2 separate regions of the Mus musculus genome follow, and region 1 is linked to region 2. The links are chromatin contacts, called in public promoter capture Hi-C maps. All regions are on one chromosome and are shown on one strand. Each heading gives the region's core, a stretch centred on a gene start, on an enhancer-like site or on the middle of the called end of the contact. The rest is flanking DNA. Distances are from core to core; before and after follow the strand shown.

Region 1 (3,161 bases), core at 508-3,007, 1.0 Mb before region 2:
ACAGCCAGAGCCACTCAGAGAAACTGTGTCTGGAAAAACAGCGAAGAAAAAAAAGAAAGTTCAAGGCCTGTCTGAGCCTGTGAAACTCTGTCAAAACAGTGTGGTGGGTCATCAATCCTAGCACTTGTAGAGCAGGGGGATCTCTAAGCTGGAGACCAACCTGGTCTATATAGTGAGTTCTGGAGTAATTAGGGCTGCAGAGTGAGACCTTGTCTCAAAATAATAATGTGGGAAGCAGCTCTGGAGATATGTTTAGCCAGCAATTCCTCAAATTCACACTCAGATACAACATACAGACAGAGCAGAATATGGGCATAGGGAAAAAAAATACAACTCAGGCAGGCCTTCTTCCACACTGTAGAAGCCATTGCATGGGTGCGCGCGCGCGCGCGTGGACGTGCGCATGAACACATGCGTGTGTACAGTGAACTTTCATTTCAATACAGGTGTTGAAGGAAGCGCTGGAAGTTCACTTTCAGGACTGGGCTGTGTCCTGTAGGGACACAAACCAGACCCAAACTAACAAACCTTTGGGGTGGGCAGGGAAAATTTGGTTTAAGTCAGGGGCTGTCTGTACCCAGCTGGGGAAGAGAAGGGGAGCCTGTATTCTTACCTGGAGACCCGAGGCACAGAAGACCAGCTTCAGGACCTGCCAAGACGGGGTGGATTCCGCTGTCTCTGTCCGCGGAGCCAGGAGAACCTCATCAGGAGCCTTGGGCTCATTGCCAAACACACAGGCTTTCACCAGGGGGAAGCAGAGACCCCTGCCTGAAGAAGACACAGTCAAGGTCCACAACCTCTGCAGAGCAGCCAGCCCGATCCGGTGTCTGACTTACTGGCCTCCCTCCCGGCCCAAGTCCCGCTCTGCCAACACCTGCAACCAGACTTCCCTCATCTCCCCACCCTCTGGCCACATTACCTGTCTCCAGGTAGTTCTTCCGTCTTAAGTACTGCACCAGGAGGTAGCCAGGTACCATAAAGCTGGCATAGCCCGCTACATTCAACAAGAAGCGGAAGAGCCACAGCTGTGTCCAGGACTGCGGAGGGGCTTCGGGTGACTCTCCACCTGCTCCCAAGGAAGGGAGTGTGGCGAGTACCACTACTGCCCACCATCTGCTGGGACAGCCGAAGCAACGATTAGGTTTGCAGCTCTTCCGCCTCTCTGCCCTCCGGAGGGGACTGTACCAGGGAAGTGCCCAGTGGCCTCCCCGCCCCCTCCGCTGCAGCCCAGAGGGACGGACAAAGAGCCTCTCTCTCCCTCTCTCTCAGGGGGTCCGGCGCAGGCCAGGCAGAACCTCCTCCCTTCTCGGGGACGGCCCCGCCTGTCCAGCCACATAGGTCGCCTCTGTTCCCTTCAGCGCGCGGGCAGCTCAGGCCACAGGCAACCCCCACCCCCTTCCCTCTCCGAAGCGCCACTGTCCCTCATCCCCCTACGCGCGACAATCCCCGAAGCCCCGCGAGGAGCGTAGGCCACATGCCGCGTGCCCATCCACACGGGGCTCCCAACAGTGCCACGCGGATCTGCGGCTGGAGGACCCCCCACCCCGCCTCCGGAGCCCTGGGGTCTCGGTCACGTGGCCCCGGGGTCTCGGTCACGTGGGCCATGGCTGCCCGAGCCCCCCACCTGGCGTCCATGGCCCAGCCGCGTGGGGCGGAGGGGGGACCGGGGAATGTGAGTCCCCCGGGCCGCGCGCTCCCTCCGCTCCCTCTGCCGCCCGCTCCAGCAGCCAGCCAGTCAGCCAGCCAGCGGAAGTGCTGCGCTCTTCCCGCCTCCTCCCCGCCTCAGCCCCCTTCGCGACACTCCGGCCACAGCGACCCCACGCGGCCCGGAGGCAGACCAAGCCCGGTTCCCCTGGGGAACTCCAGTTGGGACTCCCTCCCTTTCCCAGCTTGCTTGGTCACAGCCATCAACCCAACCCAACCCAACCCACACAGAGTGATGATGACCATTGCCATCTAGTGGACTAGGATTTTGAGTATCTGAGACCCAGTACTTCCTCTTACATTACGGTTTTTTTGTTTTTTGTTTTGGTGTTTTTTTTTTTTTTTTTTCGAGACAGGGTTTCTCTGTGTAGCCCTGGATGTCCTGGAACTCACGCTGTATCCCAGGCTGGCCTCGAACTCCAGATCCTCCTGCCTCTGCCTCCTTCAGCAAATCCTACCGGCCTGCGCCACCAGAACCGGCGTTAGTTTTTAAACAATGATGTCTCTTCCTTTTTTGGCTGCATCAGTAATCATCCCCTTAGTACCTGTGATTGTGACCTTCTAGGCTCTGTATGACCTGGTGCGTCCTCCTCGCCCACTTGCCCAACCTTGTAGAGTCCTGTTGGCCTGTTTTCAGTTCCTTTAATTCATCGGAGGCCTTCCCCAATGCTGTCTTTCCCCTTGCTCATCCTAAATCGCAATTTCAACGACACCTGCTTGAAGCTTCCCAGAGGATGATCCTTCGCCCACTCCATTGTCCTCCTTCCTGCTAACGGTTTTCTTCCTTCCCAGTCACCCATTGCAACGTATAACCACATATTTAGTTGTTTATGCCTTTAATATCTGTCTCACTCACAGGATGCATTTGCTTAGTGCTTATAAGCGCTAAGCATCGGAAAGTATGTTGATTTATTTCTTCTCCTTCTTCGTGCATGACCTAGCAGGGCCCTCAGTGTGTGGAGTCTAAGGGGGTTGGGTGGGGGAGGAAAGTTGCAACTCTCTTGTGATCAATGTCCTCAAACTTCTCCAGGGACACGTGTGTGTCTCCATATTCTTCCTCCTCACTCTCCAGCCCTGGGCATTTCCACATGAAGGAGATGTGCCTGTGGTGGCAGGAACCACTTAGGTCTCCTACCATACCCAGCAAGGCCCTGTGCTTGCTCAGGGCTTGTTTCCTTCTCTCTGCCTTTACCCGAGAGTCAGGCCTGCCTATGCATACAACTGTAGAAGGGAAACGTTGTTGTTGTTGTTTTTTTTAAAGCCCCTCTCTTCCATTTTAGTGTCATATTAGAATAACTGCAAAGGTTCAGTTGGGAGCCTTATGTTTGAAGTCTTTAGATAACTTTGCGGTGGCCCGCTGCCACCAGACCTATAATCCCAGCTACTCAGGAGGCTGAGACAGGAAGTTCCCAGTTCAAAGATGACTGCCTGGGCTATAGAGTGAGTTCCAGGCCATC
Region 2 (3,319 bases), core at 798-3,297:
GGGTGTGCACCCTACAAGGCAGGTGTCTTACTCTGCAGATGGGGAAACAGAGGAGGCGGGAAGCTGGGTGGGGGGTGTGGGGAGACTTGACCATAAAGCAAGGAAGCCTGGAGCTGAGAGTCCCAGTCATTCCGGGCCCTGCTTAGTCTCAGCCCACAGCTGAGCCTGAATCCCAAGTCTCCTAGCCTCTGACCTACATAGGGTTGCTCTCTACCCAGACATGAAGTAGGGTTTAAGACACAAAATCACAACAGTGTCGTAATTGGAAGGGGCTTGGGTACAGACTACGGAACACTTAGCGCTCCATTTAAGGGAGCTCCTGCATTTCAGCCTTGGGGAACCAGCAAGGAAGCAGATTACTGCTCTGGGAAAGTCTGAAACAGAGGGCACAAGGGAGCAAGCAATGTGGCTGGACCTCCTGTGTGGCTACCCTAGTGCTTAGCAACACATGTGCTAACTTTCTAGAAAGTTCTTTTCTCTGTGGTGACTGGCCTCACACTTACAGGCTTTAAAACACACCCCCCGTCATTCAAATATTTTAGCAAATGTCCTGGCTTCCCTCCACTACCAAAATGAAAGTGAAGGTGAAGTCATTTAGGGGCCGCTAGAGGAGAGTTCTCACCCACCATGGCTGCCCATAGATCTAAATGTTTCACAGGAGACGCAATTAAACAGTAATGAGACCCCAATTCACCAAAGCATCGTATTTTCTGGTGCTTTTCATCACCCACTCTGCCCGGCAATTTAATGATGAGTTTAGGATATGATCTCTTCCCATAGGCACGGCTCCCACCTCTGCTATTTTTATTGTACTTGGGTCCTGGAATTTAGATGGCCTAAGTGTCTGAAAAGAGCATAGGCGAGGCTTTTCTAACCAAGCTACTAGTTGCTTTCTGCATAAACCTTGGCTTTGCTGTGACACAAAGCTGTTGGATAGAAGTCTTTAGGAAGGAGCCTGTCCATCATTTGATGGCAGTGCGCCTTCAAGATGGTCCCTGTGATATAACCCCAAGGAAGGACCCCAAATCCTGTGGGGCACAGCAGGTACTTCTTTGTTCTCTGTTTGCTCCAGAATAAATCCTGTCTTGTGTCATGAGGTACACATACCACCCCTCTCTCTGTGGGGTGTGTGTGTGTGTGTGTGTGTGTGTGTGTGTGTGTGTGTGTGTGTTAGTGTTATAGGCTAGAGGTTGACTTTGGGAGCCATTCTCAACTGCTCTGCCCCTCATTTTTATTCTTGAGATGGTGCCTCTCATTGAAATGGGGACTTATTTTGTGTGGCTGGGTGGCCAATGAGCCCTAGGGACCTGCCTAGCTCTGCATTCCTAGATCAGAGGCTCCTGATGCGTGTCACCATGCATGGCTTTTACATGACTTCTGGGGATCAGAAGTCAAGTCCCCATGAGCTTGCAGCAGACTCTTCATCAAATGAGCCCAGACTGTCCATCCTCCCAAGGTGCCTGGAGATTCCTGCAGGAGATACCATAGGTCTTGACTTAGATCTTTAGCTTTCTGGCAGACCCTTCTGAGCCCAACAGCCTTGGAACACACCTCTGCACCTCCCATCCCTTCTTCCCTTCTCAAAGTCCTTCCCTTGGGGCCCTTAAAGGCACCCTTCAGTTTATCTCCAGCTCACTGTAGGGCATCGCTGTGGGATCTGCATATCTCCCAAGTCTCATCTGTGGGATCTTTCGAGAGGCAATTCTTCCAAGGGTGAGTTTCAGGGGGAAGAAAGCTATGAGCTCTAGGGAAAGGAGCAGAGTGTCCTGTCTTTTCCTTGACACAGAGACCCCCCCAATGAATGCATGTATGTGCATATGTGTGGCTAAAAATCAGCCAGCAGCCTACTCATCCCATCTGCCTGTGAGGAATAACAATTCTGAAACAAGTCCCCCCTGGGAACACAGCATCTCACTTATCTGAGTAGAAAGATGAAGCTCCAGTATCTCTGAGGAGAGGGAGCCTGGCTTGGCTAATGGGATTGACAGCATCACTGCTATGCTGTCTAGGTTATTCAGCAGACATTTCCCATAATTGAACAATGGAATCTTCGCAAACAGAATGCCAGGCGGCAGGTCCTCTGTGACATCGAAATTCACTGTGAAGAAACTGAGATGTCATCTTAAAGTTGCACAGGTATTCTTTTAGGGTGTCCGCAAACAGCTCATTGAGAGATTTGGAGGATGGCTAGAGACAAAGGCAAGGAGAAAGCTGGTGCCCGAAGAAAGACCTGGGATTGAAAGATACTCTCAAAGTTGCAGGAAGCCGGGTCTCGAAAAATGGCTCAGGGATCAAGAGCACATACTGCTCCTATAGAGACCTGGAGTTCCCAGGAAACGTGTCAGGTTGCCCACAGCTGCCTGCATCTCTTGTATCCTGGAGTCTGACATCCTCTTCTGGATATCATGGGTACCTGCATTCATGCATATACCCACACACAGATACACATGTATAAACACATTTAAATATATTTATTTAACCATATGTGTGTGTGTGTGTGTGTGTGTGTAATTTTTAAAGAGAGGTGTAGAAACCAGAAGAGAGGGGAAATTAAAGAGAAGAACTCTGAGAATTGTACTTGTAAAGGGAAGGTAGGAAAGGGATACTGGAAATCTGCTCTCTGGCTAGTGAGTTCCGGGAAATGTTGTGTACAGAAGCTGAGGCTATGCCAATCAAGGCCTGTGACGTCACCTGCATCTATCAGTCAATCAAGGCCTGTGACGTCACCTGCATCTATCAATCAGTCTAGCCCCCACAGCCCGAGTGGATTTGCTTGATGTTGTTATATATGTTTTGGTGAACTGTCCTCTCCCGTATGAGAGACTATGTTAATCCTTCAAGTGTTTTCTCCATGGGAACACCTGATTTCCAGCAAGGAGCTGGGCACAGTAACACATGCCTGTAATTCCACTGTTGGAGGGGCTGAAGCAGATGGATTACTGTGGGTATAGAGGCTATGTTGGATAACAGTGTAGTGAGTTCTAGGTCAGCCTGGGTTATATAGAGTGAGACCTCATTTCATAAAAAATACTTATAGAGAAAAGAGTTTATACCAGTAAGAGTTTTTAAAATTCAGGTGCTTGTTAATTAATTGTTTAGTGTTTGTATGCACACACATTCGTGCGTGCAGGTGTGCAAGTGCGCTCATGTCTACTTGTGTAGAGGCTAGAAGAGGGCACCAGCTCCCACGAAGCAGGACTTATAGATGTTTGAAGGTGATTGGCTTGTTATGTGGGTGCTGGGATCTGAACCCTGGTCCCCACGATTAGACAGCAAGTACTCTTAACCACTGAGTTATCTCTCCAGCCCCTCTTTAAGT

Evidence for each region. Promoter capture Hi-C pulls out the DNA fragments that hold promoters and counts their contacts.
Region 1: a contact with region 2 is called in a promoter capture Hi-C map of hippocampal neurons, with 3 times the contacts expected there. The contact joins the promoter of Slc35b2 here to the promoter of Runx2os3 in region 2. A contact is called at or near these places in 1 of 39 promoter capture datasets (hippocampal neurons) and 1 of 115 datasets of contacts at active chromatin or transcription factors (pancreatic cancer cells).

The regions. Positions count from the first base shown.
Region 1 is chr17:45,562,532-45,565,692 of GRCm38.p6, reverse strand. Slc35b2 (solute carrier family 35, member B2) reads right to left here and starts at 1,757. Exons shown (of 4, transcript NM_001357105.1): 1 at 1,625-1,757; 2 at 920-1,113; 3 at 614-768. The coding sequence starts at 1,635. Nfkbie (nuclear factor of kappa light polypeptide gene enhancer in B cells inhibitor, epsilon) reads right to left here. Exons shown (of 6, transcript NM_008690.4): 6 at 2,524-3,161.
Region 2 is chr17:44,560,703-44,564,021 of GRCm38.p6, reverse strand. It overlaps Runx2os3 (a long non-coding RNA gene), which reads right to left and starts at 2,047. Exons shown (of 2, transcript XR_876810.3): 1 at 1,916-2,047; 2 at 1,311-1,470. It also overlaps a transcript of Runx2 not described here.